4 separate regions of the Sus scrofa genome follow, and regions 2, 3 and 4 are each linked to region 1. The links are chromatin contacts, called in public HiChIP or PLAC-seq maps. All regions are on one chromosome and are shown on one strand. Each heading gives the region's core, a stretch centred on a gene start, on an enhancer-like site or on the middle of the called end of the contact. The rest is flanking DNA. Distances are from core to core; before and after follow the strand shown.

What was found. HiChIP or PLAC-seq counts read pairs in DNA pulled down with a chosen protein or histone mark.
Region 2: an H3K27ac HiChIP or PLAC-seq map of alveolar macrophages shows a contact between it and region 1. The contact joins two enhancer-like sites. A contact is called at or near these places in 2 of 2 datasets of contacts at active chromatin or transcription factors (alveolar macrophages and skeletal muscle).
Region 3: a contact with region 1 is called in an H3K27ac HiChIP or PLAC-seq map of skeletal muscle. The contact joins two enhancer-like sites. A contact is called at or near these places in 2 of 2 datasets of contacts at active chromatin or transcription factors (alveolar macrophages and skeletal muscle).
Region 4: an H3K27ac HiChIP or PLAC-seq map of alveolar macrophages shows a contact between it and region 1. The contact joins two enhancer-like sites. A contact is called at or near these places in 1 of 47 Hi-C or Micro-C datasets (epiblast stem cells) and 1 of 2 datasets of contacts at active chromatin or transcription factors (alveolar macrophages).

The regions. Positions count from the first base shown.
Region 1 is chr3:9,542,397-9,548,951 of Sscrofa11.1, reverse strand. All of the region lies in intron 8 of CUX1 (protein CASP), which reads right to left. Among named protein-coding and RNA genes, the nearest start is that of SH2B2, 130 kb to the left of the region's middle. Within about 2 kb of position 3,666, at least 22 of the 83 cell types and tissues checked have an H3K27ac peak or open chromatin away from gene starts, as enhancers often do. A contact at or near this core is called in alveolar macrophages and skeletal muscle, where this site is marked.
Region 2 is chr3:9,385,188-9,392,208 of Sscrofa11.1, reverse strand. All of the region lies in intron 1 of CUX1 (protein CASP), which reads right to left. Among named protein-coding and RNA genes, the nearest start is that of CUX1, 72 kb to the right of the region's middle. Within about 2 kb of position 2,423, at least 15 of the 83 cell types and tissues checked have an H3K27ac peak or open chromatin away from gene starts, as enhancers often do. A contact at or near this core is called in alveolar macrophages and skeletal muscle, where this site is marked.
Region 3 is chr3:9,341,379-9,348,353 of Sscrofa11.1, reverse strand. All of the region lies in intron 1 of CUX1 (protein CASP), which reads right to left. Among named protein-coding and RNA genes, the nearest start is that of CUX1, 28 kb to the right of the region's middle. Within about 2 kb of position 2,618, at least 40 of the 83 cell types and tissues checked have an H3K27ac peak or open chromatin away from gene starts, as enhancers often do. A contact at or near this core is called in alveolar macrophages and skeletal muscle, where this site is marked.
Region 4 is chr3:9,364,738-9,371,670 of Sscrofa11.1, reverse strand. All of the region lies in intron 1 of CUX1 (protein CASP), which reads right to left. Among named protein-coding and RNA genes, the nearest start is that of CUX1, 51 kb to the right of the region's middle. Within about 2 kb of position 5,635, at least 18 of the 83 cell types and tissues checked have an H3K27ac peak or open chromatin away from gene starts, as enhancers often do. A contact at or near this core is called in alveolar macrophages, where this site is marked.

The DNA of each region.
Region 1 (6,555 bases), core at 2,417-4,916:
AAAAGATAAAAAAAAAAAAAAAAGTCACATAAAAGGAATTAGCTTTCACTGAGGTGGGGCGATTCCAGGGAGGGAGGGTTCCTCACCTCCGCCAGCCTTCCCGCCTGCCTTGGAAGGGCCCCTGATGGGTCAGGCGTGCCAAATCTCCTTCCCGCCACTTCGGAAGCAAAGGAGACGCGCTGCGTCACAAGGACCCACGTGGCCATGGCCCTTGGTGCAGCCAGGGACTCCCCCGGGGGTGGGGGCCAGAAAGGCCCGGCCCGGGTTTGGGAGGAATTCCTCCGCGCGTGGAAGGCAGTGTGAACATGCCGGATTGCGCCCTGGTTCTAATCCTTTGCAAAGCACTTGGAAGGTTTGGGTGGCTCCTGCTTGCTTCCTAGACACCAGCAGCTTCCTTGGTTGGCTCTCTTGGAGACAACAGCCTTGCTGGTCAGGCTGCTGGCTGAGGACCGCGAGGCCGTCCCTCTGCGCGCCTCCGGCCCACAGCCCCAGCACAGGCACAGGCGGATTGAGGGATTCAACAAAAGCCTCGGGGGCGGAGGATGCCAACAGCCACGTGGTGTGCGGGGTCCAAGATGAGGGCCCTTCTCTGGGGTAGGTCAGGTGACACCTGCCAAGTCTGTGCGGTCTGGGGACGCTCCCAGAGCCTTCCTCGGGTCCCACAAACAGGAAGGTGCCCCGTGACCATGGCCACCCTGCAGGTTACTAGATGTGCTAGAATCGTCTACAAATGGATGTTTTTTCCCAGCAGTTCCCTTTCCGTTAGCTTCAAACTGGGAGTTCCCCGACACTGCCCCTCACGGTGCATCAGAAAAACGTCAAGGATCTCTAAACAACCAGAATTTTTAAAAAAGTGTGCCAAACGCAGGTGACCACCTATGAAGAAGGCTCTTCTCTCCACTGTCCTCTCCCAGGACGCTGGAAGGATGCGAGCCCTCTCCCTCCGCTCATAACCACGTTTATACACACATGCACACGGGGCAGCTACACATAACGCGTTTGGGGTGTGTGTTTCTGTGTACAGGCCGGGTGAGTTGTGTGCACATCTCAAGAGTAGCTCCCCCCGCCCTCCTTGCTCTGTAGTTCTAGCACCTGAAATGATGCCTGCGTTATTTATTCATTTTTATGGCCACATTCACGGCCTACGGAACTTCCTGGGTCAGGGACTGAACCTGAGCCACAGCTGTGTCAACACAGGATCCCTTAACCCGTTGGGTGTGGCTGGGTTTCAAACCCACACCGCTACAGAGACCTGAGCTACTGCAATCAGATTCTTAACCCACTGTGCCATGGCAGGAACACCGATGCAGCGTTTGATGACCAGCTAAAGGGCGGCGGAGGAGATTGCCAATTCTCCAGGGTGCCTTGCAACTTCTAGAACTGCCTGGAGTCCACGGAACAGGTGAAGACCCTGGCGCTCAGAAGAATTTCTACCTGAGTTTGAAACTGTGAAGCCACGCCCTTCTTTCTGCGCAGCTCCCCAAACTGGGAGAGTTCCAGATCCGGGCTGGAGAAGTCAAAACAGATGCAGTCAGTGCAGAAATCAAGGAAAGCTCTTTAGGGCTCCCCCAGGCATCCCATGTTAGGTGTGAAGCAAAACGCTTGTACAGAGATGGAAAATCCCAGGAATTCTAGAAAATGCACACACTCTTTTGCAGATAAGTACAGGGGGGAAAAAAGGCATCAGTTATTCCTGGCAAGTCTGATCACTCTCTAAGGTTTAAGGGACAGTAGTTTCTTTATTCAAGTCCATCCCCTCGAAACCATCAAAGTAACTGCTTCTCTATTTTTAGGGAAATTAATCTAACCAGGATAATTACAGCAACCCGTACTGGAAATTGATGACTCATCAAAAAGCCAGGAAACAGAAAATGTTACACTCTTAAAGGTACAGCGGAGAGACTCCATTTCAGGCCCCTGAGGTTGGTCCTTTCAAGCTCCATCAGGGGGAGAAGTAACATTTGTCTAAGGTGGGGGGGGATTCTGCGTACTGGGCCCTACCTGGCCCAGCTTCCTGAGTCGTGGCTGCGGAGCAGCAAAAAAAATAAATAAAAGAGAAATCCGTCTGCGAGGGTAGATACAGGGGGGCTCATGGAGAGAGAGAGAAGCCCTGCAACCCTTCAGGAAGGCCCGGGACCGGGCGTGCCCGCACGCAGGTAACACAGCTCTCTTAGGAGGGGAGAGATGTCCCAGGCCACGGTGGGAGGGCGCAGAGCGCACCGGACTTTGAGTCCAAAGGACTGCATTTGGGACCGAACTCTGTTCCCAGGGCTGTTTCTTTGTGCAACAAGCAGGGCAGACACTTCCTCCAGGACTGCGGGAAAGAGCAAACAACATATCACGCAGGAAAGCGCCGTGACACGGCCCAGAGCCATCCGGCTGCGTGGACCATTTGGGTCCCTGCCCCCCCGGGGGTCCCCCCACCCCGGGAACACTGGCTGCATTTCTCACTGGCGGAGTCACGTCTTCAACTGCTGGCATCCTCCCACTTTCGAAGCTTGCTTAAGTCCTCCGTGCCCTGCTGGGACACACAGTTCCATCTCTGCCCAGGGCGGGGAGGGGTGCAGGCTCCCCTCAACAAGTGGACACAGCCCTAAGCCAAGCTCGCCCGGGAAAGTTTTCTGCCTTCTCAGAGTGTACTGTATGTTGTGATAAAACACTGGTTTTGTATGTGTGATAGAAAGAAACCACTCTAAAAGGAAGCCAAGGGAAGTTCCTCTTACATGTCTCTTTTGTAAGGGCCTATGTGAGGACATGTGCCTACAATGTGGTTCTATTTAAAAAAGCACACAGGCAAGGAATATGGTATGAGTAACCTTAAGAAATATGAATGTTACTGGCAGGAAGGGTTTGGGAGGTGCAAATTCTCCAAAGACTAACATTAGCTATAAAAAAATGCAGCATTTCAGCGCAATTCAATATTTTCTTTCATCGGAGGCTCAGAGCCTCAGCCCACGAGTTAAGAGGAATGTAACAAGCTGACTGTGTGTTACAACTGAAGCTCCTTTTGCAACCTGGTGGCCGCGGACTTGAGCAAAAATGGGAATTCCTGCACTTTCGCCCAGAAGGCTGGTCGCTCGGCCGCGAGGGCCACATTCCTCCCGCATGGGCAGCGCTGACCTAAGCTCAACCACAAGCGGACAGCTGCGCGGGCCGGGCTTGGAGCCGGGGGCAGCGGGAGCCGTCCAGGCCTCTCTCCCGGAGGCCGGAAGATGTCTGCTCACCTCCAAGGCCGTGCAGGGCGGGGGGAACCCCTTCAATCTTAAAATCCAGCTCCCTCGATTTTGCTCGCATGTCCAAGTTAACGTCAGCTGGGGAGCTCCATCTTTACTTGCTAAGAGGAGGGGGAAGACGTGAGCATCTGAGGAAGAGGGTACTTTTTTAACTTAAAAAAAAAAAAAAAAGCAGAGAGAATTCATTTATTTAACCCAGAAACAGTCATAATCCGAAACCCTGCAGTCCTTACACAACAACTGTTTTGGCAAGCCCCCCCCATGTTCCAACAAATATTAAACTGCGCTTGCCATTTGTCTAAGGAATCCTGCATTAATAAACATGAAGAAGCAGCCTTTACCTCCCACTCGCAACGACAGGACAAAACAAAGACCAGCTGTGTTCATCAATGGGTCCTTGTTCTGCACATAAAGGCTAATTACACTGCGCTTCAAGCCTCCACATGGAAAACTTTGCTGCTGCTGCCCCGTCACAGCCGGCCGTGCAGGCCCAGCTGACGCGGGCCGACGGCTGCGCCCAGTAAGTGGGGGCTCCCAACCGCGTCCCAAGTGGGGTCCAGGGGTAGTCACCCGGGGACACCTCCCAGCAACCTCCGGGGGGAGACCCAGCCGCTCAGGTCCATCTTGCCCAAGGCCGGAGAAACTCAGAAGCGCACACACACCACGACGCCCCGTGCAGGCCTGTCAGGGACAAGTCTCTCCTCGACAACAGAAGAGCTGATTGCGATGAGTGACAGCGACCCGGGCTGTCGCCGTGCTGGGGGCTGCACACACACATCCTCGTTACCCTGCACGGGCAGCCAGGGCCCTGGCTGCTATGCCCAAGGGACGGGCGAGCAAAGAGAGACGTGGGGGTCGAGCAGCAGAGCCAAGGACACAGAGGGCGAGCGGTGGGCCCAGTGATCACTCAAAGCCCATGTTCCATGAGGCCCCCCAGCCCTTCTGCGTGTTTCCTTAAGAAATGTTTAAGACGCCCTCCTTAGAAGAGAGAAAACACACGGTTTTGAAATGTTTTGAGGCCGTCTGTGAAAAGATTTGCCCCCGGCGGGCTTATATCCCTACATCAACGAAGAGGTGTCTCGTCTAATGCAACACACGTAGGTCGGGCCTGAAGCCCGAGGTAGAGAGACAAACCTTTCCCGGAAGATACAAGCGGAGGGGAAGGCTGAGGGGGAAGCCTCACGTGGGCTCGCCAAGGCCGAAGCAACTGTCTCCTAAGTTAAAAGAAAGTAGCAATGATTATCTCAGGCCGTTCTCTCCATTTTTTGCGGCTCGGGGACCACTTTCAGTATGTGCTTGGCCCGGGGCTGCTCGTCCGGTCTGAGCCTTGCTCCACCTCACCTGGGCCCGCTTCCCAGCCTCAGGTCACATGTCACCCCCTTTGGGACGGCTTCCTTGACAGTCCTTTCCTTTGGCTGGAGGCCTGCCACCCCCCCCCACCGCCCCCCTCCCATGGCCGAGGGGAGCCCAGGCGGAGGGAGGAGGGCAAGGCAGGGGTGGCAGTGCTGCCCTGGATTCCTGCCCCCTCCCAAAGGCCACAGGTCCTCTCCAGGTGGCCCCTCCAAACAGAGGCATGGTAAGGCCCAGCCCCCACCCCCGGCCTCCCTCCTCCCCTTTTCTGACCATCCCGGCTGGAGTGGCCCATCTGTCTTCTGTGGGGACCCTGTGCTGTGCTGGCGGACAACCCCTCTATCGCAGCAGTGACCATGCTGCATTGCGACGGCTTTCCTCCCCGAGCCTCCCCAAAGGCGGCCTCCGGGAACGTCGGCAGAGCTAACAAGTGGATCTGTGATCTCTGAGTTGTGCCCGTCAGGCTCACATTCCCTGTGCCCACGTACATGCCACACCTGCCTCCCTCATCACTGGAGGAGGTGAGGGTTTCCTGCTGGGATCACAGGAGGGGACACGCCCCAGGAGCACCCAGCTGTGTGTGACAACACTGAGGTCCAGAAGCAAGGCACTCTCATGAATCGGAACAATGGGCCCCCATGCGTTTTTGGTTTTTTTTGGGGGGGTGTATCTTTTTAGGGCTGCTTCTGAGGCACATGGAAGTTCCCAGACTAGGGGTTGACTGGAGTTACGGCTGCCAGCCTGCGCCACAGCCACAGCAACGCAGGATCTGAGCTGCATCTGTGACCTACACCACAGCTCACGACAATGCCGGATCCTTAACCCACTGAGCGAGGCCAGGAACTGAACCTGCGTCCTCTTGGCTATTAGGCGGATTCGTTATCACTGAGCCATGATGGGAACTCCCCCCATGCTTTTTGATTCTATTTTCCATTTACTTTAGTTCAATGAAAATGAGCAAGTAGTGAGATTTTGAGGAAGAAAAAAAATCTTTTTGGCCTTAGGATACTCTGATACGACGAGAAAGAGTCTAGAGATGTTTTTTCACTGAGGCCCCCCCGCCCCCCGCTGCCGCCCCCTGCGCGTGCCCTGGCTGCAGCAGGACAGGTCTCTGGGGCTCCTTTGGGTGGCTTGCTGATTCAGATGCCCCAAGTCTTAACCATCTTACCTGGCAAACAACGGAGCCAGCCACTCAGGAGCAGCCTGGGGCCCCTGCATGTATAAGCAGTAACTGAGGACAAGAAACCACCCCTTCATCACGACACCCTCTGCCCCCCAGAAAGCAGGGTCACCCGGGAGCAGGTGACTGAGCTCTTCACTGCTCTGCTGAGAGACAGGCGTCACCCCGAGCTTCCCCTGAGCCCCGGGCACAGCAAGGCCAGGAGAGAGTAGGGACGGGGCGATGGTCCTTCTTCCTTCCTTCTGCCTCCCGGTCACTCCCTGGCCGCCACGCCCCTCCCTGGAGGAGCCAGACACCTGCGAGCAGGCGGGGAAGACGGAGTCCCCCCAAGACGGCTGTTCTCCGTGGCGCTGCTTCCTCAACCCCTAAAGCAAACCAGTTACACGGATGCAGATTTTCCGTGTGGGTTTTTAGAAGCTCAAGAAGGAAATATGAAGTTGTGACTCTGAACCAGAGCCCAGGACGGAGCCTTCATGTGACAGGTAACATTCCTGACTGCCAGTTCCCAATGGGTTCAGCAGACACCTTGTGTCACCAGGAACAGGTGCACCTCCCCGGTGTGCACGCGGGGAGCGCAGCCGGAGACCCCAGCTTCTGGAAGCTGAGCTTTGGTGACAATCACCGAGCAGCGGCTTTCAAAATGGTTTTTGACTGAGAGCCACAGAAGAACTTCACTTTACATTGTAGCCCAATAACTCTACATTCTTAGATTATACACATAATCTACACAAAAGCATCACAAATCAATACCTAACTTTACTATGGGCCGGGAGCCATGACCCTTTCTGTTCT
Region 2 (7,021 bases), core at 1,174-3,673, 160 kb after region 1:
TCGGAAACTCTGGGAGGAGCTGCCAAGAGGATCTGTTTGGAACAAGCCTGCGGCAGATGGGCCCAGGATGGTGTCCCAGGCGGACAGCAGGAGCACAAGGACACGTTCCCGAAGCCACCGAGAGGGTGGCTTCAGCCACTAAAGACACACACTGGCATGTTTCGCTGAGGATTCAAGCAGGTGCTCCAAGTGGCTTGTCGATGGTGGGGACCGAGGCCCAGCAGAGCCAGGCAAGGCGAGGAAAAGCCAAGCTGAAGATCCAGCCACAGACCTCCACGGAAGCTGTGTGTCTTTTTCCAGCCGCCTCCGTCCACCCCGGCTTCCTTGCTGCCGGAAGTGAGCGAAGGCGGCTGCAAGCCCTGCTGGAGATCCCATCATTGGTGCCCCGACTGGGGCGGGGGGCCGCTGCCAGCCGGGATGGCAGGGTGCTGGAGCAAACATCCGGGGTGCTGTCGACTTGGAAACAGCAGACCGTTTTGAAGGGGGCGGCGGGGGGGGGGCGCGGGGGGGGCGGTCGGCAAGGAACCGGGGGTGGGGGCGATCCCGCCACACCACGCGGGCTTCTGGCGGTACCGCAAATCTCGGGCAAGCAGGTCCAAAAGAGCACCGTGGGCTGGGATCCAAGAACAGATGTCGAAGCTACTGCAGAAAAGAGGGAGACACTGCACATTTGGACAGACCACATTTGAAACACACGCCCGCCAGCGAAGGCAGGGAAAAAAGAGCAACCGAACCCAATGCGGCAGCGTGGGGACGAAGACGGAGGAGAGAGCAGTCGAGATTCGCAGAAGGCTTCTCAAAAATATAAACAATCTGGTAAGGAGGAGGACTTAGACATCTATATTTAAGCAGCAGCAGCACAAGTTATAAAAGGAGCCTTCAAGAAAGGGGGAAAAAAGCCAATATTGAAATATGACAAAAAAAGTCAAGTTGATGTTTGGTTCCAATCACACACAGATGCAGAAAACTTGGAGAAAAACAAAGAGCTTCCCACAAGGGCCCTACTTCCTGGGAGGGGGTGTCACCTAATCAGACGGCATCTGGTGACTTCTGCCGCCAGGGGCTAGATGCTGGGGGCACAGGGGAGACGATGGGGTCCCCACTGCCACCCCGCCTTCCCATCTAACTGGAAGAGCTTGGGGACCGTGGGGGAGCACTACAGGAGAAGCCCAAGAGCATGGAGTCTGTGGGTCCCTCTGGGACCCTCGGGTCCCCGTGTGCTCTTCTCGCTCTGAAGGTCCCAGCCCGGCCCGGCGGGGGCGGGGGGCGCTCTGTGGGCAGATCAGTCTGGAAGGCCAATGGCGGGGGCACAGGTCACTTGATGGAAGGTGAGCAAACCCACCTCCATCGCTGGGCCGCAGGGCCAGGGTGCCCGAGGTGACCCGCTGCCGGCAGTTCCCTACCCGTGCCGACACGGCAGACAGGCCTGCAGGAGGAACCACCGCGGCCACCACGGAAACAGACTGGCACAACGAGGATGAGAGTCTGAGCCTCCACTGCCCTGGGTCTGGCTGCTCAGAACAAGACTCAGTCTTCAACGGAGAGTCCACTAAACAAACGCCACCCAATCCCCTGGAGGACGCCGTCTAGGGCTCCGGGGACAACGCGAAGGGAGGAGACGGCTCTGAAACAAAAGCCAAACACTGTTTTCTTATCTATCCAGCCTGCCAATCCTCCAAGTGCCACATGTCATTACGACACGTTAAAAGGGAATTTAACGTTCCAGGGGAGGGGGCAGTGGGGGCCTAAAACTCAGAGGCCCCCAGTGGTCACACACACAAAGGAGCGTGAAGCATCCCTGCATTTGGAAGGCATTAAAAACTCTCTCACGCACGCACCCCCCAAAAAACCCCAAAACAAAACCAAACCCTAGAATGACCTGAAAGTCCAGCAATAACATATGGGCACATCCATTCAAGAACTATTTTGCAATAGTCAAAAAAAAAAAAAAAAAAGTACAGTCCTACTGCATGAGCTGGAATGATCTTTAAGATATGTAAGTGAAAAAAGCAGAGTGTAAAACAACGCTACACTGTTTAAAAGAGTATCTATACCGACGCTTGCGGAAGCTTGGGCTGTCTCCAGAAAGATACGGAGGACACTTGTAGCCGAGCTCCGCTCTGGGAGGAGCTGGGAGGCAGGGCCTCGACCCTCAGCATAGGTCTTTCTGCTCTTTTGCCACATGCATGAATTACCTAATTGGAAGAGCTGCAATATACATTAATTATACATATACACACACACATACCCACTGCTCATGTGAAAAATGCACATACACCTGGTTACAGAAATGTATCTCACATCCCACACGAGTGCGCGGTCTCCGCGTCCACCTGCCCGGGGACAGAGGCCTGGACAGATGACCCCCTGACTCAGGCTGGTGATTCAAAAAGTGAGGCAGGCACATCCGTTGTCAAAACAACAGCTGTTTCTTGCACAACACACTGCACACTGGCCAGTCTCAGGTTGTGTGAACGAGGAAGAGGTGGCCCGTCACCGAGAACACCACTCAGTCGAGCCCCAACCTTCTGAGGGCAGGGCGGGGGAGGGCGGCCCCCCACTGCTCAGAACTGGCCCCCTGCCGGAGAGGCCTGCCTGGCGGCCCCGGGTCCCAGCTGATGGCGAGTTGGCCACGGTGGCAGCAAACCCACGGCCTCTGAACCCCGGGGTTTCCAAGGAGACGGAAAAAGCCGGCGCCGGTACAGGCAAAGCATCGGGAAAGGACGGCACCTGGGCGCAGGAACTGTGGGGGCCTCTTTCAAAGTCAGGACGCGACAAGGTCCAGGGGAGGACCTCTGGCTGCGGACACCCCAGCCCATGAAACGGGGGAACTAAGTGCACAAGCGCTGCGGACGCTGCGATCTTGTTCTCCTCACTGCCTCAAATTTCTGGGATCTTATTCCTCCGTTTCCGACAGATCCTCCAGGGGCAAAGCTCCCAACCCTGGAGGTTTCTTTCTCCCCGAACTCCCGCCTCTCAGCCAAGTATTAAAGGCTTATTAAACACACACAAAAATAAAAAGCGACCATAGAGCTGCCTATTTAAAAGAAACTGTGGGTGAAATTTCTCCCAAAGAAAACACGTCTCTAACAACGTCAATGACCAGTTTGGAAGCGCTCACCTCCCAACTGAGTATGTCAGCTGTTTGCTTTAAACCAGGGCTTCGGTAAGATTCTGTCTCCTTGAGGCCTCAGGCCCGGCCTGCCAGTACTCTGGGCAGACACACCCGGGTCCCCTCTGCCCCAGCACCCCAGGCTGGCAGGGAGGACACCCTGGCCACCAGGCATCTGAGGGGTAAAGTATTGTCTTTTTACTGCCCCTAACTTTAATCCAAAGAATTGGTTCATGTGATGGTTCTTTAGGGCTTATCTGCCAACGAATCAACAGCAAATCCTACATGAGATTTATTTATCTTGTCTTTTTCGGGCCGCACCCAAGGCAAATGGAAGTCCCCAGGCTCGGGGGTGAATTGGAGCTGCAGCCGCCAACCTACACCCCAGCCACAGCCACAGCCACAGCCACAGCCATGCCGGATCCGAGCCACGTCTCTGACCTCACCACAGCTCACAGCAACGCCAGATCCTTAACCCACTGAGTGGGGCCAGGGATGGAACCCGAGTCCTCATGGATACCCGTCGGGTTCGTTACCGCTGCACCACAACAGGAATGCCCCCATCTAAGAATTTAAAGCGGCTGTATTAGGGGAAATGGCGAGCACTTGAGTGAAAAGGTAAAGGCCAGCCCAGTCTCTGCAGAAAGTCGTCCTTGGAGGGTGTCCTGTCTCGTTCCGGTAACAGAATCACAGGACAAATGGAAGACACTCTGGCTAGAAAGGGCTGAAGGCCTGCAGTCCCCCTGTCTCCTGTCACCCTCCCCCCCCCCGGAACCCTACTCAGGACATCTGAAGATGCTTCAGACCGTGGCCTTAGAGAACCCTGGCTTGGATTCCAGGCTCCACCCCTGCTGTAACCTGTGTGGTTTTGGTCAAATGATGCCCCCTCCAACCCCTGGAGGTAACTAAGACAACGCATGTCCACTTGGAGGCACAGTGAGCACGCTTTCGAGGGGAGGTTTTCTGTACTATCAGAGCCACGCACTTGACCTCAGGGCGGAATGCATTCCACATCCAGTCTCCCCCGCTAGGCCAGGGGGTCTCTGGGCACGCACAGGTGCATTGAAAGTTGACGCTGACCTCCAGGTGCCCACAGTCCAATTGGGGAAACCAGGCAGGCAAAGAAGAGCGATAGGGCAGAGGGGCCCAGGCTGGTGAAACGAAAACAGAGGCTCAAGTTCAGTAAGGCAGAACACCCTGCCAGCAAGAAAGGGCTCCAGGGTTTTGTGAAAGACAAAACCCCAGGCCACCCTGGCTGGGGTCTGGGGGTGGCATGGCCTCTATCCCCACGGCCCTCCGTCCCCTCCTCCCGGCTCATCCAGGACCCAGCACAGCCCCCGGTTGTGACCATGAATGGGGCTGAAAGGAAGCAGGATCCGGGTCAGGTCACCCCGGGGATGGGGGGGGCGGCTGCCTTGGGAACAGAAGTCGGGGAAGGGCTGCCGAGAGGGGGCTGCGGCCAAAGCAGACACGCCGTGTTCAACCAGAAGCCACAGACAGTGACCAGGTCACCCACCCTGAGTGTCCCCCCCACCCCACGCACAATGTGCTCAAACACAAGACTGCTCGGGAAGGGGCCCCAGGTCCACGATCCTGGGGCCATTCCTCGCCCTGGGAGGAAACGACCGCGCGGGGCCGTCCTTTCACCGTCCACCCTTTCGTACCCTTTGGATTGTCAACGCGTGAATGGAATGACTCCTCCTAAAAAGCAAACACGTATCAGTTAAAATCTCATTTTTCCCCTGTAATGAGACAAAGGCTTTGAAGGACTGATAAGGGCCCCTGGACACCTCACTCCCGGCAAAGCTCTCCCCCGCGGTCCTGCAGGAGGTGTGATTGGGTCTGCGAGCGGGTGTGGACGGACGGCGGCTCCGCTTCAAGGGGAACCCTGCAGCGTTCCCTCGGGAGACGCTCGTGTTTTCACTTATCTCTGAGGTTTAAGTGGAGACCCCAGCCCGACCCCGCGTCTCCCAAGTGTTTCTTCCGACACGCAACCCTCGCCTGTCCCCTCCCTCCCCATCGCGGTCCCTGACGCCCCGCCAGGTGACAGGGCGAGCCGTCTCCGGCTCCCGTGTCCTGTCATGTGGTGCCAGGCGGTGGCCAGCAGTGAGCACCCCACCCAGGAAGCTGTGGTTTCTACAGAATCCGACAGGCCTGCACGCAACCCAGGAGACGCTCCACAGCAGGCAGGGCAGCAAAGGGGGAAGGAGAAACATGGGGGGACCCCAGGCAGGGCGGCGGGTACCGGAGGCGGCAAGGCGCCCTCGTCCTCACAGGCATGAGTCCCCACGCAGCTGTAAGGTGACGGGGACCTACACACCCTGCAGGGACGGGGACGTGTCATTCCCTGCCCCAAAACCTTGAAAGGCCTGGATGAGACCACCAGGAGCCACCCTGCAGCTGGCCTTCCTCCAGCGTCCCCACAAGGCTGGGGCCTCTCCTCAGCCTCGGGCCCTTGGGGCAGGCTGTTCCCTCTGCTTGAAAGCCTTTCCCTTCTCTCTCCCACGAAACTGTCGGAATCTGCTCAAATGCCACTTCCCAGACTCCTCGTCCCTTTCGCCCAGGGAAGGTGAGTGCCCAACTCCCCAAACGGGGCCGCCTGGCGGCGATCCTGGTCCGTGATCCTGTGTCTGATCCCGCAGCTGCCTGGGTGCTCGGTTAATGCCAGGCGCCCCTCAGCCTGTAAGCTCTGGCAAGAAATGTGGTTTCTGCTCACTTCACACCGTGCCGGGGGCCACTGCAGTTGGCTCCCCGTGCCTGTAGGCTCCGCATCCAGAGATTCAATCCACCAGGGATCGAAAACATTGGTGGGGGGGGGAATTAATTCCAGAAAGCTCCAAAACGCAAAACTAGAATTCACCACCTGCCTGCAACTATTTACACGGCATTTACATTGTATTTACAACGATTTACATAGCATTTACATGCATTAGGCAGTGTAAGTCATCAGAGAGGTTTAAAGTATATGAGAGGATGTGCTTAGGTTACATGCAAAGACGGCGCCTTTATATAGGGAACCTGAGCCAACAAGGTGGGTCCCCGTGGATACCGAGGGACCACGGAGTCAGAACTTGCCAAGTGGAAGTGGAAGCTAAGAAAAAGATGAGCAAAATAAACTAAACGCTCTAAGTCGCCTAGAGTAAGTGCAGAAGGGTTCAGAGGAAGAAGAGAGATTGCTTTTGCTTGGGGGAAAAAAATCGGAAAGAGCTTCATGAAAATAACAGAAACTTCGAGAAATTTCTGGGCTGGGCAAGGATGCACTCCAGACAGAGGGACCAACAAAGTCGGGAGGGGACCACTTCAAGACCTCTGCAGACAGCAAGGCTTCCTTCTAGTCAGAAAGAGAGAGGCTGCCAGGGGAAGGCTGGCCCACGCACTGACCCTTGAATGGCAGAAAACAGTCCAGAACTGAGTCAGGAGGCTGTGGGACCGAAGAGGAAGAGGATGAGCTGACAGGCAACTTCTTAAAGGCAAGATAGTAGGAGGAAGGAGGGCGGCGGGCCTGGAGGAGACCCCACCCTCCTCTCACTCAGCTTCAAGGGTGGAGTCCTAGGATGGTACCATTTTCCAAAGAATTGGGATCACATGGCTCAGAAGGGCTCATCTCTGCTGAAGCCACGGGGCAAACCCGTCCGGAAGTTGCTATCATCACAGCTCCACCACAAGAAGAGGAAAGAGGACAACGGGGACAGGCAAAGTCCGTGCCAACAGTGCTTTGGGGAAAACGGGGAGCAGCAAAGCAGACATGGGGGGGCTTGCTGTTGAGCAGGGCCCATGTCTGCTCCCCAAAGAGGGCCACCCCAGGAGGAAGCCTGGCAGGAAAGCAGGGAGCCCAGCACGGAGCAGGTGTTCAGTCAGTGCTGGCCGCGCTGGGGGCGGGAGGTGAGCTCTCTGGGTTAATCACACCCA
Region 3 (6,975 bases), core at 1,369-3,868, 200 kb after region 1:
AGTCACTTGAATGATAAGAGGATAAACAAAAACAGAGCCTGGAGTGTAGCTTTACGACTCCAAAGACACTCTGGATGCCAATCCATTTTCAATCATTAGCCATCTGACCTACTTTGAATCTAGAAAGCCTGACGGTACTGGATTTCTTCAAGGGAAGAAAGGTACAAGAGTACCGGTTTTCACGATCCATGAATAAACAGGAGGGCGTCCTTGTGATTAAAAGCCGTTCCCGTTCTAAGGGCCAAAGTGTACTTTCATTAAGGCGCCACAGTTCGCACGGGGGGGGGGGGGGGGGGAGATCGGGGCAGCTTTTATAAATAGTGGCTCACGTGACCACAAGTCACTGCAGAAGAGGCGGTCGGGGGGGAGGGGCCAAGAGGGGCTGCTGGCTTGAAAGGGGCCAGAAGGGGCCCTCTGAGACCTGACGGAAGTACAACCAACCAGGGCAGGCCGAAGTCCCTACAGTGGGATCCCCGCCAGCGCCCCCAAAACAGAAACCAAAACGCCGTGGGTGAGACTGTGGTCCACTTGCTTGCCAGAAGCGGCCTTCGCTTTGTCATAACCTTGAGGGATCTAGACACTGCATTTTTTGTAAATCTGTGCCCTGGTCGTGCACCCTACTCCTTGAAAACAGCTGAAGTACACTGTCCGGCTTGAGACACCCCTTGTTGCGGCATGAGCCCCGCAGCGCGCGGAGCTGCCTGCGATGCTCGCTCCCACACTCAGTCAAGTGTCAGACCTGGGGTCACTGATGCAAATGTGGGTCCCCACGGGACAGCACCACCCGAACGGCCCCAAGTGATCCCCCAGACAGCGCCTGGGGAATGGCTGGCCCTAAGGGGGCCATTCGGCTCCCGCAAGAACTACCTGCCAGCACCCAGGGCCAGGGGATGAGCCTGACAGGAGGAAACGTGGGACTGGGAGGGGACGAGGCCAGCTGCAGGCTGTCCGTTCGATTTATCACAAGCCGGCCCACCTGGAGGCCAGAACCTTCAGGTTAGTTCTGTCAGCTGGTCAAAGGCAAGGCCGCAGCTCGTCCCCAGCCAGAATGGAGACAAGAACCCCTCATCTGTTGGTGAAGCTCATGAAATAGCCTGCCTCGGGGCAGAGGGGGGCTCCCCTGGCCTCACTGAGAAGGAGGTCAGTTCGGCAGGTCTGGTGAGGCTTCGGGTTTAGTGTCTTCCGTCAGTTTGCACGTGGACGGCTAGTCGTACAGACACTGCACAGCTGGCTGCTAGACACAGCGCACCCTAGCCACCGTGCTCGAGGTGGAGCAGGCAGGAAAACTGAGGGCACAGACGCGGATGCACAATTCGCCCAACACGCAGGCGGACTCCACAGAGCCGCGAGGGCCTCCACGCCGGCTCCCGCAGCCAGACACCCCGCCCCTGGCCTCGGCATCCTTACTGATGACCGATCTCCAAAAATCACCAGGAACAGCTAAGGGGGAAAAACCCTGCCCCGTTCCCCCGCCCCCCAAAAATCCAAAAACAAAAGGAGCAATTCTGAAGCCTCCCTGCAATTCTGCGAAGCCACAGGAGGGCTATGTCGTTCCTGGTAATGGGGGGACAGCCTAGTCGGCCGGGCCGAGTGGGGCCGGAGGAGCTGGGTCAGCCCCTCCCACCTCCGGCGTGGGGAGACCAGGCCCTCTGCGCCCAGCACATCCATCCGCCACTGGTTAAGTCCCAGCCTCCTGCTTCACCTGATTCCAACCTCACGCTGCTTTATTTAATTCAAAACAGCTGATTTCAGAGGCGTTCATCTTTCATTCTAGTCCACATCATTCCAAAAGCCGACTATTAAGTAAGAGCGGTGAAAGGCCTTTCTGTGTTGAAAACATCTTTTATGTGTTGAAAGTGGATGAAAGCCATGCATTTTGACTCCTGGAAAAAAAAAAAAGCATTTCTTTTTATTTCAAGAGGTATTTCAAAACTATGACATTTATTGAATGCGGTGCCTATTCTATGCGTGGCACCGTGGGAGGTGCCGAGGCCCGAGGCAAGCACAGCCCCTGCGCAGAGAAGCTGACCCCCCTGCACAAAACAAAGACCCAGAGGACAGTCGTCCTGGGTGCGGCCAGGGCAGAAATATAGGGCAGCCCCGGAGTGCCCCAGGGGTCAGAGAAGGACAGATTCCACCCGCTGGAGGGGGTCGGAAGGGCTTCATTCAAACAGAAACAGGAACTTGAGCCGAGCAGGCCTGCAGAGGCAGAAGGGAGAGGATGGAGGAGGAGGCTGCTGGGGGGGGCGGGCAGGTCCGAACACCCAGGGGCCCGTGGGCTGCACGTGGGGGAGCCAAGGAGGCGGCAGCCCCAGAGCGAGGGGACACCAGGAGGTCAAGGAGGATGCGGAGGGGTCACAGGATTCTTCTGGCTGCAAGAAAGCAGTTTCGGTTTAAGGATGAAGAGGGAACCGGGAGAAGAGAGGTCCCTAGGCGCTTCCTCAAGCGCCCCGGCAGTGGCCCCGCGGCAGGGCCCCCCCGCCGCCCCAACGTCCCCACGCCGGAGAGGCAGTTGAAGTGGGGCCGCTTTGGAAGCCAGCGACCGCAAGGAGGAAGCGTTCCCTGGGCCTGCAGGAAACAGGTTGTGTGGCTGCGTCTGTCCGGTGGGAGAGGCCCAGCCCTGGAAGGGTTTCCAGCCAGAGGCGGTGAGGTCTGTCCGCCCGCGTCATCGCTCTGTGACGTCCCCTCCCTTTGCAGACCCAGGCGACTCCCCGACCGGCCCGTGTTTAGGGCCCTCGCTGGGGGAGTGGAGAACACTGGCTCGGACCAGCGACGACGGAGCTCAGAGAGCGCGGATGAAGACGCAGCTCCGATGAGAGGAACAAGCTGCCACGGAGCACTAACCTTCTGATGGGTGCGTATCCCAAGGACTTAAGACTGGTGGCGACTGGCACGCTTGCAGCTGACCTCGGGGGTCTCTTTACGCAGGGGGAGCACACGAAGTACCAGACTGAGCGCCGTGACTTAAATTGGGACACGCCCACTGTGCCACCTGCACACTGAGGTAAAACACTACCTCTCGCCAAGCCTCCTCTCCGTCATCCGAGGAGACCTGAGACGCTGCCGAGAAAGAATCCACAGCCCCCTAGGCGGCCCCTGGCAGGCAAGGCCACCGGGCCAGACGAAGGGGGTTCAGGATCACCGCAGAGGAATAAGGGGTTGCCGAGGAGACCGGGCTGCTGGGGCCCGGAGGGCAGAAAGGGCTTCTTAGGGAGGCAGGGGCTGAGCCGGGGGCTCCAAGGGACAGGGTCCCACCCTGCGAAAGGGGGAGAGGAGATCTGAGGCAGGAAGCGGGGCGTCCATGTGTTGGGGACGATTACAGGCGAGAGTCGAGAATAATGGGGTTGGGGGGACCAGGGCAGGAGATCAGCAGAGCCAGGCTGAGGCCGTTCTAGTCCCTGAGTGTGACAAGCCTCGGCTGAGAACGAGGTGCCACGTGGACACGAGCTGGGGCTGCCATACCTTAGTCCCCCAAGGACACCATGGTTAGGAGCTCCCATTTACAGAGCAGCACTTCACAGATTCTCCCTCTTTGTGGGCTTTTTTTTTTTTTTTTTTTTTTTTTGCCTTTTCTAGCGCCGCACCCGCAGCATATGGAGGCTCCCAGGCTAGGGGTTGAATCGGAGCTGTAGCCGCCGGCCTACACCACAGCCAGAGCCACAGCAACGCCAGATCCAAGTCACATCTGCGATCCACACCACAGCTCACGGCAATGCCGGATCCTGAACCCACTGAGCGAGGCCAGGGATCGAACCCGCAACCTCATGGTTCCTATTGGATTCGTTAACCACTGAGCCACGATGGGAACTCCCTTCTTTGTGTTTTTTAATAACCCAGTTAAGAAGGTCCCATCTTTTACCACCTAGTACCAGGCCTCAGGCTCCAAAGCCCACACACCTCCCTTCTTTCTGTCACAACCAAGGCCCCTGCACTATGAGGCCAGTGTCTGAGGCGTTTCAGGAAAAGCCTCTCTGAAGACAATTCCCAACATGTTCCTCCCAGGTCCCAGCCTGGCTGGAAGGAGCCCCCAAAAGACTGCTGTGAAAGACAAAACAGACGTGTCTCCTAGAAAACCAGTGTCGCCAGAGACGTAAAGCCTTCCCGTGTACGTTACATTTGGGATCTTGGAAATGTGTGACTTCCAGCCTCAAACTGGCAGCTTGACACCCAAGTTACCTCTGCTCCCTCGGGCACAGTAAGGTCTAGGCTTCCAGGAAGGGGGAGCAAAACAGAAGCCCACCAACGCTTAGAAGCCTTCTAGCCGCTGAACTAGGCACAGTAGCCTTAACAGACCAGAGAAAGCTCACAGCTTGGCCTCAAGACAGGCCTTCAGACTTCCAGCCTCAACCACCCCTCAGGGCAGGGAACCAGGGCCTTCTCAGGAGAAAGTGGGCACAGGCTCTGACACGTGGGGGGCTCCCCCCAGCAGAACACCTGGGCTGATCACTCACACTGAGGGCCACCAGTCGGCTGCCCGCAAGACCACCCCCCCCACCCCACCCCCCCACCCTCACCCCCACCCACACGAGCTTCCTCCATAAGCATCTTAGTGCCTTGCTCTTTGCAGAGGCAGATGATGAAATGGCACCAGACGTTTGAGGAAACTGAGACCAAAACAAAGACCGAAAAAAGGAGTAGAGACCAACCAAGAGGAGAAAGCGTAAATAAATTCAGGTCTATTCGCAAAATTGGGTTAAAAACATTGGAGAAAAGGAAGACCACATTTACTACATCACAGACAAACGTCCATTCCAGGATAAGGCCAAAAAGCAAGTTCCAGGCTGCTACCTGCAGAAGGATGACGCTGCTTCTTGATAAGGCTCAAACCCAAGCAAGAGTAAATAGTGGAGCATTTAAGCACAGGGACGTCTGTGATAAAGGCACATTATTTTAAGGCGATGACATCATAAACACAATACTGAGGACAGTAGCCAGTGTCCTGGATAGGGAGGCAGGGAAACGGGAGGGGAGGAGTGTTCAGGCCGACTCCAAACTACTGGTGACGGTGACATCTGGTTCTTGGGTTGGGGGGAGAGTTTACAGGTGTTAATCACATTATTACACTTTGTAACCAAAGTGGGTTACATGCAATTATCTACAAGTATTAAATAATATGTTTTCTTAAAGATTTGAAAAAGTAAAAATGAAGCTGGAGTTCCATGAGGAACCATGAGGTTGCGGGTTCAATCCCTGGCCTCGCTCAGTGGGTTAAGGATCCGGTGTTGCCGTGGGCTGTGGTGTAGGATGGCAGCTGTAGCTCCAACTGGACCCCGAGCCTGGGAACCTCCATATACTGCGGATACGGCCCCAAAAAGCAAAAAAGGTAAAAATGAAGCAAAATCCATACAGGGAACATGAAACTTTTTTTTTTTTTTTTTTTGGCTTCGCCGGCAGCATGCAGAAATTCCCAGGCCAGGGATCAAACCCGAACCACAGCAGTGACAATGCTAATCCTTAACCCACTAGGCCACCAGGAAACTCCAGAGAAAACCTTTTTTTTTGTTTGTTTGTTTTAAGGTGCGGTGAGAGTCACCAATGAAGTGACAGAAGACATTGAATCTATGAACCGGAACAAGTCAGAATAATGAAACACTGAAGGAAGAAGAGAGAAAGCTCCAAAGTTAAGAATGTGATGGATACAAGTTCACAAAGATTGGGAGGCTGAGATCTTCTCCAAGAAAAAACATCCAAAAAGGCGAAGACGTGGAAAGCGAGAAATGAGAAAAAGCAGCAGACGAGTGCACGGGGCCGGCATCTGAATAACAAGTTTCGGAGGACAGGAAAACGGGGCAGGAAAACAAGCCCCGCACCAGGGCGAGCTTTCCTGATGCCTGAAAAGACGACCACGACCGGAGTCTAAAAGGCCCAGGACGGCAGAGCAGGCGGGAGGGCAGGTCGCCCTCTCCAGCGGGAGGCCGGCTGCTGCTTCCCAGCCCCCGGGCCAGAGCTTTCCAAGCCGAATTCCACACTCAGCCACGGCTGACGTGGGGCAGAGTGAAGACCTGGTCGGGTCCCAGATACGGACACTCTCCATCAGGAAGCCCCTGGAGAGGGTTCCCCCCAAATGAGAGACTAAAACCACAGACCTCCGGAGACCCCAGAGCAGGAGAGACGGAGAGGGAGGCCCCAGGATGATGGGGAAGGGGCCGGGGGTAGGGGGGGCAGCGGGGACCTGGGCCTGGCAGTGGCCACTCAGACCAGAGCAGAACACGAAGACCAGAAGGGGTGATGCCAAGAAAAGATGACCCGGCCTATCTGACAGGTTCCCACGTGTTAAGGAAGAGACTGACCTTGCCCGAGGAGAGTTGAGGGGTAAATTAGGTTCCTATTTATGTAGTCAGAGCCATCAAGGCTGAGTACTTGAAAATCGACGGAGCCAAAATGGGGACCCGTCTACTGTGAGAAGTGAAGAGGGGAGGGAAGCCTTCCGTGAGCCTGAGCACGGCCTGGCTCAGGGCAGCCGGAGCCCGCGCCCGGCACAGGAAGCCCAGCCTCTCAGGCAGCAGGCCCCGGTGGGCTGCGGGAAGCGGAGCGGTGTGCTCGGCACTGGTCCGGCAACACCAAGCCTTAGAGAGTTCTGACGGAACATGAAACCTAAGTGTTTTGAAAGGAAGCAAGCATTCGAAAACAATGACTACCTTTAGACAGTTTTTGTTTTAAAATGAAATCCATTCAAGATGTACTTTTGTGTGTGTGTGTACCTCGAGCAATTTTACACTGTGATAACCGTGAGAGCCACGTGGAAAAGCATTAATTCTGCCTTAGCACTGTTTTCACTCCCAGACCTCTCTCATCGGTGACCCCCTTTCCAATGGCTGAACCTGGACGTTTGGCCCCCGGCTGGCTTGGAGATGTCGCGGACAGGAGGAGGCTGCGGGCCGGAAAGCCCCGCCTTGGACGCCCGCACACCGGGGCCAACCTTGGCCCCCACTTGCTGGAGTCTGGGGCCCACTGGGACCTCAGGGCACCTGTGCA
Region 4 (6,933 bases), core at 4,386-6,885, 180 kb after region 1:
TGCCAGGCACTTTGCACACCCTCCAGCCCTGACTCCTGCCCAGGACAGACGGCAGGGTCGGTGGCCCAGTTCTGATCCAAAGCAGGAGGGAGGGGGACGGGGAAGATGGGGATGGGGGGGCCCTCCCGCAGGTCTGCTCTGACTCCTAAGCTCTCATGTCCCCATTTTGGTCACCGGCTGAGATTTCAGTTCTCCTGGAATGGACACCCAGCCCTCTCCGACCAGAGCCCTCTTACCCCACGTGCCAGGGAGGGGCTCCTGCTCCGAGCAGACAGACTCTCTGGATCTCTGAACACTCTCAACCGCCTCCCATCCCCTTTCAGGCCTCCCCGATACTAAACCCATCCACCTGAGACCCCACGTTTTCCCCAGCACTCTTCTTCCAGTCTGTTGCTGCCACAGGCTCCCCCTCACCCCAGATCTTTGCAGACACCCCAACCCGTGCCAGCAGGAATGGTTCTATGGTCAGAGCCAGCTATGCCTCTGCCGCCAAGGCCCTGTAACACCATCAAAGCTGAGCAGGGCTGAGAAGGCTTGGGTTTCCAGAAAACAGCATTTCCAATCACTTGGCTCGAAGGAGAATGTCAGTGCCCCGCACGTGCAGCGAAAACATCATATTTGCGACTGCAGGCTTCCTTCCTATGAGAAATTCTTTCCCGAAAGCTTCGCAAGTCCTGGATGTTTAGGAGAAAATTCTGGTTTACTCCTCTCAAGTCTATTTGATGAATCCTTCAAAGCTTAAAGTGAAAAACTGAAGGAGGGGGAAAAAAAACAAAACAAAACCCAAAGGGAGCCTGCACCCGGAGGCAGTGTTGGGTGGCCCAGGGGAGAAGGTACCCGGCTGGGGAGGCGGGGATGCGGGGACGGCGGGGCTCCTATAAACTGTCCCAGGGCAAAGATTCTCGGTGTGCGTCCGTTTTCTGATTGGCCAAAGAAGAGTGACTTTGTAGGGTTTTGTGAAGACAGATTACATTCAGCAAATTTTAATGACCATTTCCTATGGGCCAGGTCCTGGGGAGAAAGGAGAAAACAGGCCTCACTCCTTCATCCATCCCCACAGTTTGGGAACTGGAATGATCACAGGGGCCAGAGAGTCAAGCTGGCTGTGTCTACAGATAGGGAGAAAGACAACAAGCCAATGCATTAAATGCATTTATTTATGGATTTTCTTATTTTTATTTTTTGTCTTTTTGCCTTTTCTAGGGCCGCACCCACGGCATGTGAAGGTTCCCAGGCTAGGGGTCCAATCGGAGCCGTAGCTGCCGGCCTACACCACAGCCGCAACAACACGGGATCCGAGCCCCGTCTGTGACCTACACCACAGCTCATGGCAACGCCAGATCCTTAACCCACTGAGCGAGGCCGGGGATTGAACCCGCAACCTCATGGTTCCTGGTGAGATTCATTAACCACTGAGCCACGACAGGAACTCCTACCTTTATTTATGAGTAAATACGAGTATACAGATATTTCTAAGCAAATATGGATTTCATTTTATTAGCCCATGGAATTAAAAGAGACAAGCAAAGTGCCAGGTTCAAGGAAAACACTCAGAAATGTTTACTGCCTGAACTTACTGACTCAACCTTCAATGAGCTTTAGCCTTTCAGTCCCTAAATTCAACTTCACACGTCAGTTTCCTGGCACTGGACGTGTCTGGAGGGAGCACACATCCGTGATAGCTGCATGCACACACTGGACACCTAAAACTTGTAAGCTCCCGGGCAAAATAAAGGTCATTTTCATCACCAAAGTGGTAGGACCTGGCTTTTCATTCCCTGGGTAGGAAGAGCAAGAAATGCCTCAGGAGACCAAGTCCCAGAGCCGGACACTTGTTTTCCTGGCCTGTGCACATGGCAGTTTGGACTCCGCCCTGCCTATCAGCTCCCAGAGGTCCCCATCAGGATCAGGGGACAGCCTTGGGTTCCTGCGGGTGGGCCTGACACTGACCCCAGTGTGCCGGGGGCTCTCGCCCTCTTTGTGAGCGCAGAGTCCAGAAAGAGAGGGGACGAGGAGCGAGCAGCTGAAAAGAGAGGTGAGATATTGCCCGAGTCAGGAAGAGGGGAGGAACTGGCCCTAGCATCTCTGCTGCCCGCTCAGAGCTGTGCCTCCTAGAAATTTCTGCCAGCAGAGCCCCTCTAAAGCTGCACCTGCGGTGCCCTCCAGCCCCAAGGTGACTCCCTGTGGTGCAAGAACACGGGCTCCTGGGCACAGGTGCTTTCTCTGACCTGCAGCTGGGATGGGCGGGGGCGGTGGTGCGGCTGTGGGGCTCCTTTGTCACTGGGGAGCAGCATAGGACCCTGCGGGCCAGAAAGTGCTTGTGAGCCTCAAGCTGCCTCCAAATGGCAGCAGGAGAAAGTGACCCAGAGGCCGTGGGAGGAAGGAGAGCCAGGCGGCTCCCTCCACGACGATGCTGCAGCATCTCGGGGGTGTTGGGTCACTACAGGGTCCCCGGGGGGGGGGACTGACGTTCCAGAAGGTCCTCAGCACAGCGGGCTCAGGTCCACAGGAGCTGGGAGGCTCAGGAAACCCTCCTCCTGCCTCTCCGGGCTCATCTTCCCTCCCCAGGGGGATGGGGACACGGGGCCCGCTGAGCACCGGCCCCTCTGTGAACGAAGCTGGCGAGGACTGGCTGAGTGAGAAGGTGTGATGCCCTCGGAGCAGCCCCGACCCAGAGGAGGTACTCGAAGGGCGAGCCGGGCCTACTAGTCCTTGACGCCCACAGCCTCATCAGAAAGGGCCGGGCGACAGATCCTCGGAAAACATAGGTATTTCTTCAATAACTGATGAGAAACCAAAAGGAAATCTCAACAGCGAGACTGGGGCCTTTAAGGACAAGGGGCCTGTGGTCAGGGGTCCCCTGGGCAGATCCCTCCCGCTCTGAGTCCCCCCTCTCCCCCTCCCCTCAGTGCCCCAAAAGGGTCAATCCGAAGGCCTCCTAGAGGCCCTGAACGCTGCAGTGGGGACGGGGGAGATGGGGGCGCTCAGCCGCCCACCTCCAGCTGGGGGTCCTCCAGGGGAGACAAGGCACATCCAGCCCCGAGCAGGGCATCCTGTACCTGGAGCCACTGGCACTCCCGGGGCGCTGGAAGGCTTCTCCCAGCCTCCAGCCAAAGGAAACAGACCTCAAACGGTGGCCACATGAAAGGCCCATGTGTAAAAATAATTCCGTTCAACAAATATTTCCGCTACATGCAAATCACAGAAATAGGCCCAGGAGCAGAGGGCACAGGGAGGGGAGGGGAGGGGGCAGTGCTTCACAGGGCCTGAAACCCAGTGAGGAAGTGAGGAAGGCTTCCAGAGAGGGGCCTTCTGGCCGCTCCAGCACCACCAGAACTAGGCGGGGGACGGGCCAGGATTCCACAAGAGGCGGGAGGAACGGCCAAGAATCACTAAGATCTCATTAGAACAAATCCCGTTTATCCGACGTTTGTGGTGTCACATCTATCGAAGCGCCAAATAAGTTTTAAGCACTTCTATGCTAAAGTCGATGTTCTAATAAGGCATAGGACTTGGCAAAAAGGAAGGAAAAAGGACATTAAACAGAATTAACTGTAATCCATGAAATTGACCACCACGTGGGGTTTTGTCTCAAAGCCCCGCCTGTGGGCTGTTTGGCTCCCTTGCGGAAGCCTGCCCGCTGCCGGCCCAGGGGCTCCGTGGGGCTCCTACCCTGGGGGGGCGGGGGGGGGCGGTTCAACGATGACCTGCAGCAATTATGGAAGGAGATGGAGAGGAAAAAGGAGTTCTGCAATCAGAAGTTTCTAGACTCCCAACAGGACGACTCTACAGATAAGGCGGGATGCCGAGGTCCACAGCTGGGGACCCCATTCCCCCTATTTCCCAGTGGCACCTGGCAGGCCACGGGGGGCCGTGGGGACCCTGCCACTTTAGCTAATAAAAGCGCAACAAGAACGAGACACAGCCTTCGGAACGAAAGCCAACTTTATCTGTATGTGCACATTATAAAAACCTCACGCAAGCCAACAACTTATGTTTCATCCCAATATACTTTTCAATAGCTCTACTGTAAACAGAAATTACTGGCAGGATTCTGATGACAAGGATGGCAACGTTCTGCGTTCAGACCGTGTGACAGACTCGCCCCATGATATAAATAACTTGATTAAAAAAAAAAAGGTGATGAGTGCCACTCCTACATATGAAAAATCAGTGACATACGAAGTTTAAATAACAGCCATCCTCTTCACTGCCTAAAACTGGTGAGCTGAGCCCGCAAGGCTGAGCTTTGGAACTGGTTGCTGATCTGGATTCTGGAGTCCCGGTTTCCAGGGACTCGGGGGCTACGCACGAATTAAACGACCGAGGCGGCAACCACCGAGCAGAGCTGCTGTCACGTGCAAAGCCCAGAACCAGCAGGGCCGAGGAGGTCTGCAAAGCTTTCACCCCTGACTTTCGAATCCCGGACACCCTCATGGTGGGGGAGTCGGGGGCCCCTCTGTCCACTGCCCTGGGGGGAGGTGGGGCCTCCAGGGACTCTGAGGCCATCAGGTCATCAAGAAAGCTGTTTTCTTCCCATCAAGGAGCCCAGCTCAGAGCAGCGAGCCCCACACAGATTCTTTTGCAGTTTCTTCCTAAACATGCGCACGAAGGGCTACCCGTGGTGGGCGGGGCACAGAGAAAGGCCCTGAGTTTCCAAGTCAAAAGGTGATAAAAGGGAGGGGCCGCCAAGCGCAGGTTCTGAAGGGACACCAGAGAGGGCACCTGGCTTTATGTCCACCCACCGTTTCCTTCAGGATTTTTTTTCCTACAACTAAGTCACACTGACAGTATCTGAGAGCCATCACACATTGTCACTTCATTTTCGTTTCAGGAAAAGAGGTCTCTGGTAAGGGATATCTTCGCTAATCAGGGGAGCCCCAAAGATCGGCGTGGGGTGGCTCCGGGCACCCCCTCCAGCAGGGAGCACCTGGTGGCCTGAGTCCGTCAGTGGACGGAATGGCTCGCTGTGCTCAGCTCATTTCTTGCTAGGTTTATCCGCCTCTTGCTGTAGGTCAGTTCCTTTCTCAGCAACTGACTGTGCCCTGGACACGTGCAACTCGAGGCCACGTGAACCCTCTCATCTAAACCCCGAGCCTTGGGGGTGACGCTGCCAGGCCCATACGCGCGGCACTGCAATGGGCGTGCCCTGGTGTGGACTTCACCGCGGCCCTCAGGGGACCTTTCTCAGACGGGGATGCTGGCTCAGAGACATCCAGGACCGGGCCCTGGGTCCCACAGCCGGAGCCCAGCTCCCAGCCTTCTGGGCCAATCTCTCCATGCCCAGTCGGCCTGCCTCTCGGGAGGGCGGGGACAGACACGGCTTCTGCTGCGGAAGATGCTGGTCTGGCCCGGACTCAGTGGGCTGTGCCTCGTCTTCCTGCAGAGGCCTGCCCGGCAGCTCCCTCCCTGTTACAGGAGCCTCCCCCCCGGCACAGGGCCTGGCGCCAGAGGACCAAGATGTGAGAGCAGGCGTGGGTGGCCAAGGACAGCAAGGGCGCTGTTGCTGCCACAGACCCTCCTCCCCAGCGCGCTGCCCGGGCGGAGCGGCGCTCGGCCTTCTTTGGGGACCGGCGCTGCACTGGACCCGGGCTGCGATTTTGTCCTGGAGTGACAGAATGACTCAGCTGTCCTGCAGCAACGCCAGTATCCTCCCTTCCTTCCTCAAAATTGGGCCCTGTAAGGAGGCTTCCAGACGCCCAGGCAACAGGGCCCCGCTTCCCTTTTCTTTGCGGCCAGAGGACCGACCACAGGATGCGGGGGGTCCAACAGGTTCTGTCGAATCGCTGAAACGGCACGAGAAAGTCTTGACAAATCGGCGGCGTCAGAAAATCAATCCCCAAATGCCACGTAATTCACTGACAAGCCCACCGGGGCATTCGTATTGAATGGGAACGGATTTCTTTTCTTGAAAAGGACCAAGATAAGAGCAAGAAACATATTTACATCTCGTCTGCAGACCCGAGCTCTCGAGCCGGCAGGCAGGAGGGATGGGAACGGCGCGCCACAGACAACCCGGGCCTGCCAGCGATGGAAATTAATGGGAAGGTGAAGAGCTGCTTTCGATGCTGGAAGGGCTCCAGTAAAAACTGGTCTGTACATGGGAACACGGTGTCAGACTAAGAGAGAATCAGCTTGTCTGACTTGTGGTTTTCTTGACAGCATTCATCTCCTCTTGGCCTGATGCAGGGCAATTAGTGCGTGTCAGCTGAATCATGTGTTATTAAGATCATTCAGGCATTTTTTAATTACGGTGAGCGAGACAGACAGTAATGAGATCTCCAGCAACTTTAACGTCCCACTTCCTTTTCAGATAAATCTTCAGCTTTTTTTTCTCTCCCCCTCCCTTCTAGTGATGTTTCAAAAGAATGATTTATTCCTGCAGGTAGATACATGTAACCTACGGTCCCGGCTTCCCCCACCTCCACATAAAACATCCACTGCTGGGGCGGGGCTCCACCCACATCAATCAGAGACACGCTCCTTAAACCTCTGCTCCTTAAACCTCTGCTCGCTCCTTAAACCTCTGCTCGCTCTGGTCAGACCTGGGATGGGTCTTAAGAGGGGGCTCCGCGGGGCTCTCCAGCCGGGCCCCTGCCGGCCTGCTGCGCTCCGCTGCTGAAGGATCACTGCCTCGGCTTGATCTGACACGAGCCCCACGGTCCTCTGTCCAAAAGCCGCTCTTCTCTCGATTAGCTTTTCCAATCCCGTGACACAAAAACCCAGCAAGTGTAAAAATGATTTAATTTGCTTTTATAGTCTATATTTCATTCTATTTGCTTTTAAATTAACGAGTCTCAAAAAGGTTAAAGTGCAGTATCTGGTTCAACTTGAATCGGGGTTCGTAATTTCTGTCTCTTTAAATGCTCCCCTTCCATCGATAATTTCACGGAGGAAATAATTTCCTTTCCTGGGAGATTTCAAATCTTTATG